Linked DNA regions of Sus scrofa: regions 1 and 3 are each linked to region 2. Evidence: chromatin contacts called from public targeted proximity ligation data. All regions are on one chromosome and are shown on one strand. The core of a region is the stretch at or near the end of the contact, and the rest is flanking DNA. Distances in the headings are between cores, read along the strand shown. Region 1 overlaps ANO6 (anoctamin-6). Region 2 has its middle 13 kb from the start of ANO6. Region 3 overlaps ANO6 (anoctamin-6).

Region 1 (4,705 bases), core at 653-3,152, 75 kb after region 2:
TAGTCAGCGGTGGCTATTTTTGGTCAAAAGAATTGACCAAAATTGTGCAGTTTCAGGTACAATTGTGTGAGCCCTCTTAACACATCATGTATTTGACTTGAGGGAGACAAGCAAAATGTTTGTGTGGCTTTGCTGCTCCGTTCCCGAGTTTGAGCATCCTGGCTCTGCTACCCACTAGCTGTGTGATGGTGGGCAAGTCACCTGCCGTCTTTGTGCCTTAGTTTCCTCCTAAGATAAGAACAGCAAGAACTGGATTGCTATTTCAAGAACTACGTAATATTAGGCGGCCTCTTAAGAGCTTAGAACTTGGTGCAATGCGAAGTCAGTGCTCAGGAAGTGTTTAGCTATTCGCTGTGGACAAAAGCTATGTGCTGCATGGCCCAGTGATCTCACTTCTAGGTCCAAAAGAAATGAAACCCTGTGTCCACATGGGACATTTTAGCCAAAGTTCATAGACGTTTTATTCATAATACCTAAAACCTAGAAACAGTTCAAATGCCCAAAATGGATAAACTGTGGCACGTCCCTACCGTGGAGTACTATTCAGCAGCAAAGAACAAGCTACTGATGGGGCAACAACATGGCTGTGTCTCAAAAGCATGGTGCTGAGTGCAAAAGCCAGACACAAAAGGCTGCCGACTTTTTGATTCCATTTTTACGGCATTCTGAAAAAGCAAAATTGTAGATTTGCTTGCTGGGGGCTAGAAGAGTAGAGGGGATTGCCTGCAGAGGGGCAGGGAAAAACGTTTTAGGGTGATGGAAGTGGTCTACGTGTTCATTGTGATGGAGATACCGGATCCTATGTGTTGGTCAGAAAGCATCCAACTTAGAAATGGTCTCTTTTTACCGTATTCAGTTACACCTTGGAATTCCCTGGGGTGCCATGGATTAAGGATCTGCTGTGTAGGTCGAAGCTGTGGCTTGGATTTGATCGTTGGCCCAGGAACTTCCATATGCTGCCAGTGAGGCCAAAAAAAAAAAAAAGATTAAACCTCAATAAATCTGATTTATTTATTTATTTATTTATTTATTTATTTTACGTAAAAGTATATTTATTTTTTTTTGTATTGTTTTTTTTGTTTTTTATAATTTTTTTTATTTTCCCACTGTACAGCAAGGGGGTCAGGTTATCCTTACATGTATACATTACAATTACATTTTTTCCCCCACCCTTTCTTCTGTTGCAACATGAGTATCTAGACATAGTTCTCAATGCTATTCAGCAGGATCTCCTTGTGAATCTATTCTAAGTGGTGTCTGATAAGCCCAAGCTCCCGATCCCTCCCACTCCCTCCCCCAAAAACCTGATTTTAGATGTCAGTGGCTGGACTTTCCTGGTGGCTCATTGGGTGAAGGATCCGGCACTGTCACTGCTATGGTGACCCCCAGCTCGGGAACTTCTGCATGCTACTGGGGCAGCCAAAAAAAGGGGGGGGGCTGCAACATGAACAAAGAAGAGTGGGGGGAAAGGGGGTTAGGAACAATCAATTAAAAATTGTAAAAACTGCAGCTGTTCTACAGTTCTAGTGAGTATATGAGATGGAAAGAATGATTTTATTCATTTTCCTCCTAACAGGCTGTGAGCTAGGAAGATGCAGAAACCTGTCAAAGAGTTGTGTCCTGCCCTATCCTGTCTGATTCTCTTTGCTCTGAGCACTGGTGTGCTTCCCAGTTTTGCAGGCCTACCCGTTAGAGCTGTTTCCCTTTCACAGGCACAGGGACCTCCTGGTTGGCTGGCTGGGGAGAATCCTGAAGGAGGGCTTGCCCTGTGATAACGGCATTCTTGGAAACAGAGCCTTGGTGTTCTAACTGAACTGAGGGTTTCTATTCCAGATAACTAGTCGTCTGAGTACACTTCTGGGGAAGGAATGTTCTCTCGGAGCATTGTTCATTCATCATGAGTCACAGAAGCCCTTGGCACTTTCTCCTGGAGCTCGAGCTTATCTCAGCCGCCCTGGATACCATCAACCACTCCCTCCTTCCTGAAATTCTTTCTTGACTTGGCTTCTATGGTGCTCCTCCATCTTGATTCTGCTCACAGCTCCCCCCCCCACCCCCCCACTGGATCCTTCTCTCCCCAGGCCTGACCTCTACACTTTGGAGGGCTGAGGGCTTTGTTCTCAGACCTCTTCTCATCTCCACGCATTTCCTAGGTGACCCCCTTCATTTCCTGGGCCATAAATCCCTTAAATCTATATGCTGATGAGTTCACATGTGTATCTCCAGTCCTCATCTCTCCCTGGCTTTCCAGCTGTCTATTTTACCTCTCTATTTGCCTAATAGGCGTTTCAGACTGAACTCATCCAAAACCCAACTCTTGATTGGTTTTCTAGCTCTGCCCTTCTTCCATTGTTTCTCATCTCAGCAGCGACTCCTACCCAGTGGCTCAGCCGTGACCCTGAGTCATCCTTGATCCCTGCTTTTCTCTCCCACCTCCAATTCGAGCCATTAGCATCCATCCCCAATTCAAGTGGTCCTCATTTCACACGCCCACTCCACCACCTGCACTTGTATTACCTCGTGGGCCGAGTCTATACCACAGCCACAGTGCACCTTCTGTGTTGGGCTTTTGTAGGACCTGAAGTGGATTCCCTGAAAACAGTGTACAGTTCAAACTCTCGGCCCTGCTCTACTGAAGGCCCCTGCCACCTCTCTGTGCCCATCTCTTCCAGCCTGTCTCTGCACCCCCCCACCCCCGCCTGAAGCACTCATCCTCCTCTCTACCTCCTCTCACCCATCCCCCGCTTCCCGTCTGGGATTCCTGCTCCTGCACTTCGCTCAGTTCCCCCCAAATGCCACCCCTTCCCAGCTGGCACCCTGACTTGTCTAAAATATCACTGATACTCCTTATCCCTTTAACCAACTTTATTTCTTTTCGGAGTATTTCTCTCCACCTGAATTTAGTACATGGGCCTTTGGTTATTGCCTCTGTCCCCCAGCAGATCTTAAGCTCCCTAAAATGACCTTGTTCTGGTGATCAGTATGTATTTTCTGAATGAGTGAAAGAATAAGGGAATTAATGCCCTGGTACCCCTATATTGAAAATTAAAGAGCCAAACACCTTCCTAGACCCTAATATTCCTCTCCTTCTCTTGCCCCCTTATCTCTGTCCCATTTTAAGGCAGAATTTCTAAAATGTTGTCTGGACTCACTGTAGCTCACCATTAATCACTCGCTCTTCACTTGGATAGTCTGGTATCTTTTCCCATCATGCTTTCGCAGTTTCTCAGGGTCACCGAAGATCTATATGCTGCGGCTTCCAAAAGATACATTCCTATCCTGTCTTACGAGATCTCTGAGTAGCTTGAAGCACAGCTCTCCATTCTATTCTGGAAACTCCCTCCTACCTTGGCCTCCACCTTCCCTGCTAGCCATTCCTTCACCCTTTGCTGACATTGCTTTCTCTGGGGACCCTGAATGTGGAGAATTCTTCAGGATGTGGCTTAGGCCTGCTTCTTGTGTCACAAGCTCATCGATTCCCAGGCTTTACATGCCATCAGTGACCTGATGATTCCCCAGGGTATGGATATGTCCAATACTGACCTATTCTGAGCTCCAGACCCCACATGGCACTGCCTCCTTTTTTTTTTTTTTTTTTTTTTTTAACCACCACACCCAAGGCATATGGAAATTCCCAGGCTAGGGGTCAAATTGGAGCTGCAGCTGCTGGCCTATACCACAGCCACAGCAACACTGGATCTGAGCTGCATCTGCGACCTACACTGCAGCTTGGATCAATGCAGATCCTTAACCCACCGAGTGAGGCCAGGGATTGAACCCCCAACCTCACAGACACTATATCAAGTTCTTAACCTGCTGAGCCACAGCAGGAACTCCATGCACTTCTCCTTGATGCTTTTGAATGTGTCACGCCCAAGGAGGAGCTCTTGATTCACTTCCTTATCCTGACTTCCTGAGTCTGCCTTTCCCCATCCCAGCTTGGCCGTTTTGGTAAATGGCACCACCATCCTCCCAGTTCCTAAAGTCAGAAAGCTGGGTGTCATCCTGGGTTTCTCCTTCATTGTACCCCTTTGTCCCAGTGCTTTTAGGTCTATCATCAAAATATATTTTGGATTTGTCTTCTCTGTCTCCACGACTCCTGTCTTAGGTCAGCCCTGTCACCACTACTACTGTTTTAGACCAATTCTTTTTTTTTTTCCATATATAAATTATGTAGATTGTTGGAGGAAGTGGGGGCAGGGCTCAGTGGCTGGAGAAGCCTCCTGAGAAGACAAGGTTTGAGCAAAGACTTGTCATCTTGTTTCATTGTCACAATATGAGGAGGAAGCAGTGACTTAGAGAGGTTGAGCCTGTGCCCAGGGTCACACAGCGTGAGGGGAAGTGGGACTTTTATCTGCTCTGCTGCACCCCAAGCTGTCGTAGGCATCACCTCATGGATTTTTGCACCAACTCTTGTCTTACATGAGCTGCCACTTGAAAGGAAGCCACATGGACCCCAAGGTGGAGGGTTCTCAGGCAGCCCCATGGGAGCTGTTTGGGGCATGAGCCCTCCTCAGGACCCATCCAGGCAGCAAGTGGCATCCTCAGGGAACAGGTGGGGGCTGGTGGCAGCGACAGCATGACTCACTGTTAGCAGGTTTTCAAGGAGCAGTCTCTACCATATCTAATAATGGGTCCATTGTATCTGCTCTTGGCCACAACCGAATGCTCCAAAATGCTGTGATGCCACACACCACTTACCTGG
Region 2 (4,886 bases), core at 2,044-4,543:
TCCCAATCTAAACTCACACACAGACTTAAATTAAGGGATAGAAAGATGTATTCCATGAAAATGGAAATGAAAACAAAGCCAGGTTAGTAATATTTATATCAGAAAAAATAGACTTTAAAACAAAGACTCTAATAAGAGAGAATAAGGACATCGCATGATATCTAAGGGGTCAATCCAAGAAGATAAAATAATCACACACCCACACACACCCAACATAGGGACACCTAAATAGATAAAGCAAACATTAACAGACAAAAAGGGAAAACCTGACAATAACACAATAATAGTGGAGGACTTTAGCTCCCCACTTACATCAATAGACCCATCATTCCAGACAGAAAATCAATAAGAAAAAAAATCCTGTGTCACCATAAGTGACCCAATATATAAATATTAGATGTTCTGAATAGGTATATATAGAACAATCCCTACAAAAGCAGCAGAATTACACATTCTTTTCAAGTACATGTGGAACATTCTCCAGGATAGAACACATACCAGCCCACAAAATAAATCTCACTAAATAAGAAAATTGAAATCAGGAGTTCCCATTGTGGCTCAGTGGTTAACGAATCCGACTAGAAACCATGAGATTGTGGGTTTGATCCCTGGCCTCACTCAGTGGGTTGAGGACCTGGCGTTGCCATGAGCTGTGGTGTAGGTTGCCGATGTGGCTCGCATTGCTGTGGCTCTGGTGTAGGCCGGCAGCTACAGCTCTGATTAGACCCCTAGCCTGGGAATCTCCATATGCCACGGGAGTGGCTCTAGAAAAGGCAAAAAGACCAAAAAAAAAAAAAGAAAGAAAAAAGAAATTTGAAATCATATCCAGCATCTTTCCAACCATAACACTATGAGACTAGAAACCAACTACAGGAAAAAAACCTGCAAAAAGCATAAACATGTGGAAGCTAAGAAATATGCTACTACACATTCCAATTGCTTACTCCTAAACTATAATAAAAATATTATATTATTATTATTATTATGCATTGCAGATAATGGATGGAGAGACAGAGTTCTTGTATTTAAGAGAGAGTGACTTGATATTGGGTTCAAGCAAATCTAAGTTTGAATTCCTGCTTCATCACCTATTAGCCATGCCAGAGGCTACTAACTACTCAAGTGTTAATTGCCAACTTATATTTTAATAGAATACCCTATGTTTTACCAGAGCACATGGATGCCCAGCTATAGGCTATATTTCCCAGCCTCCTTTGCAGCTAGATGTGGCCATGCATCTAAGTTCAGATTAGTGGGATGTGAGCAGAAATGATTTCCACAATTTCTGGATCATCTCCTTTAAGAGAAAGCTACTTGCCCTGTATATTTTCTTTCCTCTTCCCTCAGGCTCAAACTCTGGCCATACAGAAGATGGCAGGAGCAATATAAAGGGAATCTGAGTCCCAGAATGACCTCACAGATTAAAACTGCTCCAGTAACCTGGAATGCTCATGTTAAGGATATTAAGACACAAACATTAATTTAATCAAGTCACTGTCTTTTCTGGTCTTTCCATTACAGCAGTTCAGAAATACATTTGTTCAGAGTCCTTGATGTTTAGCCCCTCTGAATAACAGCTTCTTCTTATGTAAACAAGATAATGTCTATATCACATCCTTATTGTGAAGACTATTGAGAAAATACATGGGAGATCCAGAACCTGACAGGTGAAAGGTGCGTGCTAAATATTTTTCATCTTCCCTTTAACCATTTAACATGGGTTTCATGTACCTTTCCAATGAATCTAGAGAGTACAGAGACTTCCAAACGCTGAAAAACTGTCAGAGACAGTTAAGAAAAATGAGAATACAGAGAAATTTGTTTCAAATTTAAAAACGCAAGGAAAAAAAAACTGAAAAAAAAAAACCCTAATGAAACAGAGATAAATAACTTAGCAGAAAAAGAGTTCAAAGCATTAGTAATAGGAACACTAATTGAACATAGGAAAAGATAGATGAACAGAGTGAGAATTTTAACAAGGAACTAGAAATATTAAAAAATTCCAGTCAGAGCTGAAGATTACAATAACTGAAATGAAAAACACACTAGAAGGAATTAACGACAGAGTGGTGCTCATAAGCAATTCAAAAGAGTAATGGAAATCACGAAATCAGAATGGAAAAAAATTAAAAACGAGGTCACTTTAGAACAACATCAGGTGTACATTATAGGGTCTCAGAAAGAGAAGAGAGAGAAAAAGTTGTCAAAAATGTATTTGATAGAATTAGGCTGAAAACATCCCAAAGCCGAAGAAAGAAACAGATTTCCAGGTATATAAAGTCCCAAAAAAGATGAACCTAAAGAGACCCACACCAAGAAATATTGTAATTCAAACGGCAAATATTAAAGAGAGAATTTTAAAGGAAGCAAAAACAAACAAACCAACAAACAACCCATGAAGAGTCATATACAAGGGAATCCCCATAACGCTATCAGCTAATTTTCCTCTGGAAATTTTGAAAGCCAGAAGGGAGAGGCATGATCTATTTAAAGTGATGAAAGAGAAAAACTAAAACCTAGGATACTCTGCCCATCAAGGTTATATTAAGGATTGAAGGAGAGAGAAAGTACTTCTCACACAAGAGATGCCTGCATAGAGCTACTGCCCTAAGAAAAGCCCAAGGCAGAAAGAAAGGTGTAGGCATCTAGTGTGAGGTCTCAGAGTCTCAAAGACTGCAGCCCAGACCACAGTCAAAGTTGCCCCGTGAGCCCATCCCTGAGGAGGAGCTGTCGGGGTTCCTGAAGCAGTTTGAGGGAGAGACAAAGAAGGAACCGCGTGAGGAAGGACTGCCCAGGGACGGCACAGGGAGTAACAGCCATCGGCATCGCCAACCGGGATCGAAGCTAGAGAGCGCAGGAAGCAGAGGAGAGGTGACACGCATGCTGTTCAGGGTGGGTGAGAACTGACTTCCCCGGAGGCCTGGAAGAAGCAGCAGCAGAGACTCCAGGACTTGGCTCTTTGTTTCCAGAAGTTGAGGGGCCTCCGGGCCAGTTTGGGGGGAAAATGTAATGCTGAGTTGGACTCTGTTCCATTCTTGGGCACCGTTTTGTTCCCTGTTCTACACAACCAGAAGGACGCTTCACACGTGTTAAAAACCTCCCAGTAGAGCACTCACTTTGAATTGGCTGCTAACTTTATGAAATCTTTTGTGGTTTCTTGCTTGGTAATTTCTATGGGGTGAAAATGTGTAATTGCTGAGACTAACGAGTGAAAATCAACACACAAATAGGGGTTCTTGGAAGTTCCTTTGTGGTGCAGTGGGTTAAGGATCAGGCGTCCCCACAGCTGTGGCTCACAGCTGCAGCTCACAGCTGCAGCACGGGCTAGATCCCTGGCCCAGGAACTTCCACATGCTGTGGGTGTGGCCAGAAAAAATAAAACAAACCGCAAGCACTTCTTTATAAATGCTCATGTGTGCAGATTATTTACCTGCTGAAACAGCTCCATCTCGGAAGAATAATATATCTTCCAAAAGTTAGGTCAAGGGAAGGGACAGTGTAAACCAGGGGTTGGCAAACTCTTTCTATAAAAGGTCAGAGAGTAAATATTTTCGAGTTTGCAGGCCATTTGGCTCAGTAAATGAGACAAACAATGCCAAGAAGGCTTAGATTTTTCTTTTAGTTGACTACAGTCATAAAATATGCTCCTTCTGCTGATTATAAAAATTTCTTTTCTTTTCTTTTTTTTTTTTTTTTTTTTTTTTTTGTCTTTTTGTCTTTTTAGGTCCGCTCCTGTGGCACATGGAGGTTCCCAGGCTAGGTAGGGGTCTAATCGGAGCCGTAGCCACCGTAGTGAAGGGCTTTACTCCACTTTCACTCACCAAATTATTTGTGGATTAAATGCTAATGAAAATGAAGACTAGGTGGCAAAACAAAGTGCCATGGGGAGTCAGGCTTTGATATGGTTTGTCCGTTTCCCTAACCCCCTGCTCTAGCTACTATTTCTAATCTTTTTAAGTGTGAGACCCTTGTGTCTTCTTTTCCCCTGATACCTCACCTAACTCAGCCAAGTATTATATATTTTAAAAATGGGCTTAAAGTCAAAATGACTTTGAGATTGTGCTATAGAAATCCATGTTGCGCCCCCCCCCCAGCAATGCCTAGATTCTATAGTATTAAACTGGGCATGGGGAACCTTTAGGGCATTTGATAGTTTCCATCCTGTACAGCAATTGAGAACCAGCTATTGGCAAAGCTGTGGCCTCCATTCAATGTCTTAAGCAAAAAACAAAAACAAAAGTAGAACATCACACTTGTCAGAATGGGTATCATCAAAAAGAACACAGAAAATGTGTCCATCCACAGATGAATGGATAAAGAAGAAGTGGTATATATACATACAAATATATACATACACACACACAGCAAATTAATACTGCTCAGCCATAAAAGAGAATGAAATTTTGCTACTTGCAGCCACATGGATGGACTTGGAGGGTATTGTACTAAATGAAATAAGTCAGAGAAAGCCAAATACTGTATGATATCATTTATATGTAGAAGCTAAAAAAATACAACAAACTAGTGAATATAACAAAAAAGAAGCAGAGTCATTATAGAGACCAAACTAGTGATTACCAGTGGGGAGAAGGAAAAGGAAGGGCAGCATGGGGGTAAGGGAATAAGAGGCACACACTATTAGGTAGAAAACAAGCTGCAAGGATATATCGTACAACACAGGGACTATAGCCAATATTGTACAATAACTAAAAATGGAATATAATCTTTAAAAATTGTGAATCACCATATGGTGCACCTGTAACTTAGGTAATATGGTATAGCAACTATACGTCAATTAAGAAAAACGAAACAGGAGGCGTCATGGCGCAATGGTTAACGAATCCGACTGGGAACCATGAGGTTGTGGGTTCAATCCCTGGCCTTGC
Region 3 (4,297 bases), core at 604-3,103, 110 kb after region 2:
TTCCAGAACTGAGGTTTCTTTATGACTCTCTGGGCCTTTTAGAGGCAAGAGGATTCTTACCACCTCTTGTCTCATGCCAGCTGATGATGTTTCCGTTTGTTTTTGGCGTAAATAATAAGAAAGAGTTTAGGCTGATTAAAGAGTATTAGGATTATTACAACAGGATAAACCAGGGAAGATGATGAGAGACCACAGGATTTAAAAAAGAAAAATAGACTCAGGAAGATAAGGATTAAAGTGAAGCAAATATGTCCCCTTCGTTCAGCAATCGTGGTCAGGCAGAAAGAGAGAGGTCCGAAGAGTAATTATGCCATTTGGAATTGTGTGTAACTGGTTCCCTTTTTGAGGGACGATACTGCTTTCTAGAAGACACATTTAGAAGGGATAAGCAATGAGGTCCGACTGCATAGCATGGGGAGCTACATCCAATCTTTTGGGATAGACTGTGGTAAAAGATAGTAAAAGAAAGGGGATATATACATCTGTATGAATGGGTCACTTTGCTGTACAGCAGAAATTGGCACAGCATTGTAAATCCACCATCCTTTAAATTTAAAAAAATATAAAAAAATCAATACAGTTAATTTCCTGAAGTTCACATCCGATCGTCTTTAGATGAAAAAAGATGTGAGCCTTAAGAAAGAGTTAAAATATTAATTCATTCAACACATAGTTATTTGGTGTCTCCTATTTTAAACATAGTGGACAAAACATTTTGGTCTTACCTTTCGGTAGGCGCTAACATTTTGGTGGGAGAGACATGCAACACAAAATACATAGACTCCGTAACAGGTCACGTGGTGGTAAGTCCTTCAGAGAAGAAGAGAGGAAGGATGAGCCGTGAGCGTGGCGGAGGGAGTTGGTTCCGGTTTTAAACAAGGCATACAGGGCATGTCTCACAGAGCAGGTGACGAGCAGAAAGACCTGAAAGTGGGGTGCTGGAGCAGGCTCTTTGGAAATCTAGACGAGGAGCATTCCAGGCCGAAGGCAGAACACAAACAAAGATCTTGAGGTGGGAGTTTGTGGAATGTTAGAGGGAGTGGAAGGAGGCCCGTGTGCCTGGAGTAGAATGAAGGGTGGTGAGAGTAGACAGTGGGGACTCTATGGCGATTGTAAACACTTTGGTTTTAATCTGAATGAGTTGGGATGTTATTTGAGGATAACCCTTGGGAGAGTAACTAGGGAGGTTTGCGCAGAAGAGAGACGTTACCTGACTTCACTGATATTTTAACTGGAAAACGTTGGCCATCATGAGAAGAGGCTGTGATGGAACAGGAGCAGAAGCAGGGAGGTCTGTCGGACTTTTCAAGAATCCAAGTGAGAGGTGGCGGTGGCTTGGTCTTGAGTGTTAACTCCAGCAGCAGTGAGACCTGTTCACATCCTCAGTATGTTTTGAAGGTAGAACCAGAAGGATTGGTTGACAGATCAGACACGATGTGTTTGAGAAAGAGCAGCCAAGGATGCCTCCAAGATTTCTGACCTGGAAGACTGTGGAAGGAATAGTTGGAAGGGAGACGATTTAGAGAAAAATCGAAATTCTATTCTGGATGCGGCAAGTTTGGGACATGCAAGTGGAGAGGCTGATATGTGATCCAACTTAAAGAGAAAGCTCCAGCTAGAGATCTGGGGCTTGTCAGCACACAGACAGTATTTGAAGCTATGGGGGAGAGAGAGAGCAGCAAGGGGGCAGAGTGAGAAAGAGAAACTCAAGAAATCCTGGCCTGAGCTCTGGGGAGTTTGAATGTTTGTAGGTCAGGGAGAAAGAAGGAAGAATCAGCAGAAGAGGCTGAGAAGGAGGAACCAGTGAAGTGGAGAAAAACAAGGAGAGTCTGGGAAGCGAAATGAGCAAAGTATACAGGAGGGAGTGACCAAATGCCGCTGATGAGGATGGGAAATTAGATTTAGCAATATCGAAGAGACCTGGGAAAGAGAGCCCTCAGCTGTGGGCTGGCATCCAAAACCTCATTAGAGAGGATTCAAAACAGAACAGGAGAAGAGGAACTGGATGTGGGCATTTACGTAACACTTTTTAAAATGTATATTGAACAAGAATATAGAGAAAGGGGATATTATCTGGAAGGAGGTTAGATTGAAGAGAGTTTTTAAGAAAATGTAGTTAAGATGGCAGGAATTATTTTTTATAAAGTGATGGAAATAATCCAACTGGGAGAAAAACTCCGATGATGCAGGAGTGAGGAGGAAGAATTTCTGGAATGATGTCTTTGAGAGGGCAGGAAGAGGATGGAATCTACTCCATGCAGGAGGAGAGGTTGGCATCCACCCGAAGCTGGGGAGACGGCTCCTTAGCAGTAGGAGGAAAGCCAGCGTGTGGGGACGCAGGTGGAATTAGTTCAGTAGCTTTGCTAGTAGGAGCTTGCTGAAGTCTTTCCTTGATTGCTTCTCATTTACCAAGGAAATGGGAAGTGAGGTATTAGCTAAGATCAAGGAAGGAAAAGCGATGAGGAGATCAGAAGAGAGAGAAGACAGACCTCTGCGCCTGAGTGGACTGGGTAACGTAACATGATTGCCTGGCGACCCTGAGAGTCCACTTGAGGTTAGTGGGCATGATGGTTGCATGCTTTTCCCATTCAAGACCAGCAGCCCAGCGTTGGGGAGCAGGTGTGGAATAGGCAGAGTTTGATTTAAGTGGTTTGGGGGTTTCTCCCGGTCAGTTTTTCATTTATGTATTATAGTTATTGAGGAGCTCCCTTGTGGTGCAGCAGGCTAAGGAACTGGCCTTGTCATTGCAACAGCTTGGGTCATTGTTGTGGCATGGGCTCAATCCCTGGCCCAAGAATGTCCACATGCCATGGGCGTAGCCAAAAAAAACCCCAAAGATATTACAGTTGCTGAGTTTATATGCCGGTAACAAACCGTGGTAAGAGATTGACCCATCCAGATTCAGAAAAGTGAGGAAACGTTTTCTGATTCATATTTGTTTTCCTTGAAAACCAACAGTGCTTGGGACATTGAGCTCATTCAAAAATATTTGCTGAATTAATCGTATCTTTTCCTGTTGTTTAAATGTTATTATTAAAAAGGAATGAATGATAGGAATAGTCAAGGTAAAAAGTCAGAAGGAAAAATTGGTGCCTACCAAGGTAAAGGATGCCAAAATTTATTAATGAAAATGTTTTAAAGTATTCAGTTTTTACATAGTACTTGAGTCTTTGAGTCACTTTTATATGTGTGTTATTGAATTTATTCTCCACAGTGACCTTCTGATGTGGATGCTCTAATCTACATTTTATTGATGAGGAAACTGAGACTTAGAGTTGAGCGATATGCCTGAAGCCACAGGGTTACACTGCATAGAGGTCTTAACAATTCAAGTCCATTGCCCTGGGCTGTAAAACACAGCCATCTTAGCCTTGAAAGGAACTCTCCTTTCTTTGTGTTTTATGTTTCATTATTAACTTTCTTTTCATTAATAATGATGACTCTTTGGCCCCATTTTAGAATCTCATTTAATCTTACAGGGCCTACAATCTGTAAGCTTACAAGCTCTGAATTACATGAAAAATAGATTTTTTAAAAAATAGCAAGACAAGGGAGTTCCCGTTTCGTGGCTCAGTGGTTAACGAACCTGACTAGGGTCCATGAGGACGAGGGTTCGATCCCTGGCCTCGCTCAGTGGGTTAAGGATCCGGCGTTGCCGTGAGCTGTGGTGTAGGTTGCAGACATGGCTCAGATCCAGAGTTGCTGTGGCTCTGGCGTAGACCGGTGGCTACAGCTCCAATTTGGCCCCTAGCCTGGGAACCTCCATATGCTGTTGCCAGTGTGGCCCTTCAAAAAAAAGACCAAAAAGACAAAAATAGCAAGACAAGGAAGGGTAAGAGAGTTGCAGGGTGTTTGCAGGAAGAACCCAGACACAAGGAAAGTGAGACAGGAGGATCAGTAGATTTAGACCTAGAGCTCCCTTCATGGCTTAGTGAAAATGAATCTGACTAGGAAGCATGAGGTTGAGGGTTCAATCCCTGGCCTCACTCAGTGGGTTAAGGATCCATTGTTGCCATGAGTTGTGGTGTAGGTTGCAGACGGGGTTCGGATCCTGCGTTGCTGTGGCAGCTGTAGCTCCAGTTGGACCCCTAGCCTGGGAACCTCCACATGCCATGGGCACAGCCCTTAAAAGCAAAAAAAAAAAAAAAAAAAAAAAAAAAAGGAAAAGAGATTTAGACCCTAGTGGGGCTCAGTAACTTTTGGAGGTTGGGGTTTTGGAGAGAGTAAACTGGAAAAAGAGGAGGTAGCGTTGAAGAGTCTGGCGTTTAGAACTGAGGGAGGGGTTTTAACTGGTACA

The links.
Region 1: a targeted proximity ligation map of alveolar macrophages shows a contact between it and region 2.
Region 3: a contact with region 2 is called in a targeted proximity ligation map of alveolar macrophages.

What each region holds. Positions count from the first base shown.
Region 1 is chr5:76,173,804-76,178,508 of Sscrofa11.1, forward strand. All of the region lies in intron 2 of ANO6 (anoctamin-6), which reads left to right. Among named protein-coding and RNA genes, the nearest start is that of ANO6, 64 kb to the left of the region's middle.
Region 2 is chr5:76,097,243-76,102,128 of Sscrofa11.1, forward strand. No RefSeq gene overlaps it. Among named protein-coding and RNA genes, the nearest start is that of ANO6, 13 kb to the right of the region's middle.
Region 3 is chr5:76,210,703-76,214,999 of Sscrofa11.1, forward strand. The region is part of intron 3 of ANO6 (anoctamin-6); the gene reads left to right. Among named protein-coding and RNA genes, the nearest start is that of ANO6, 100 kb to the left of the region's middle.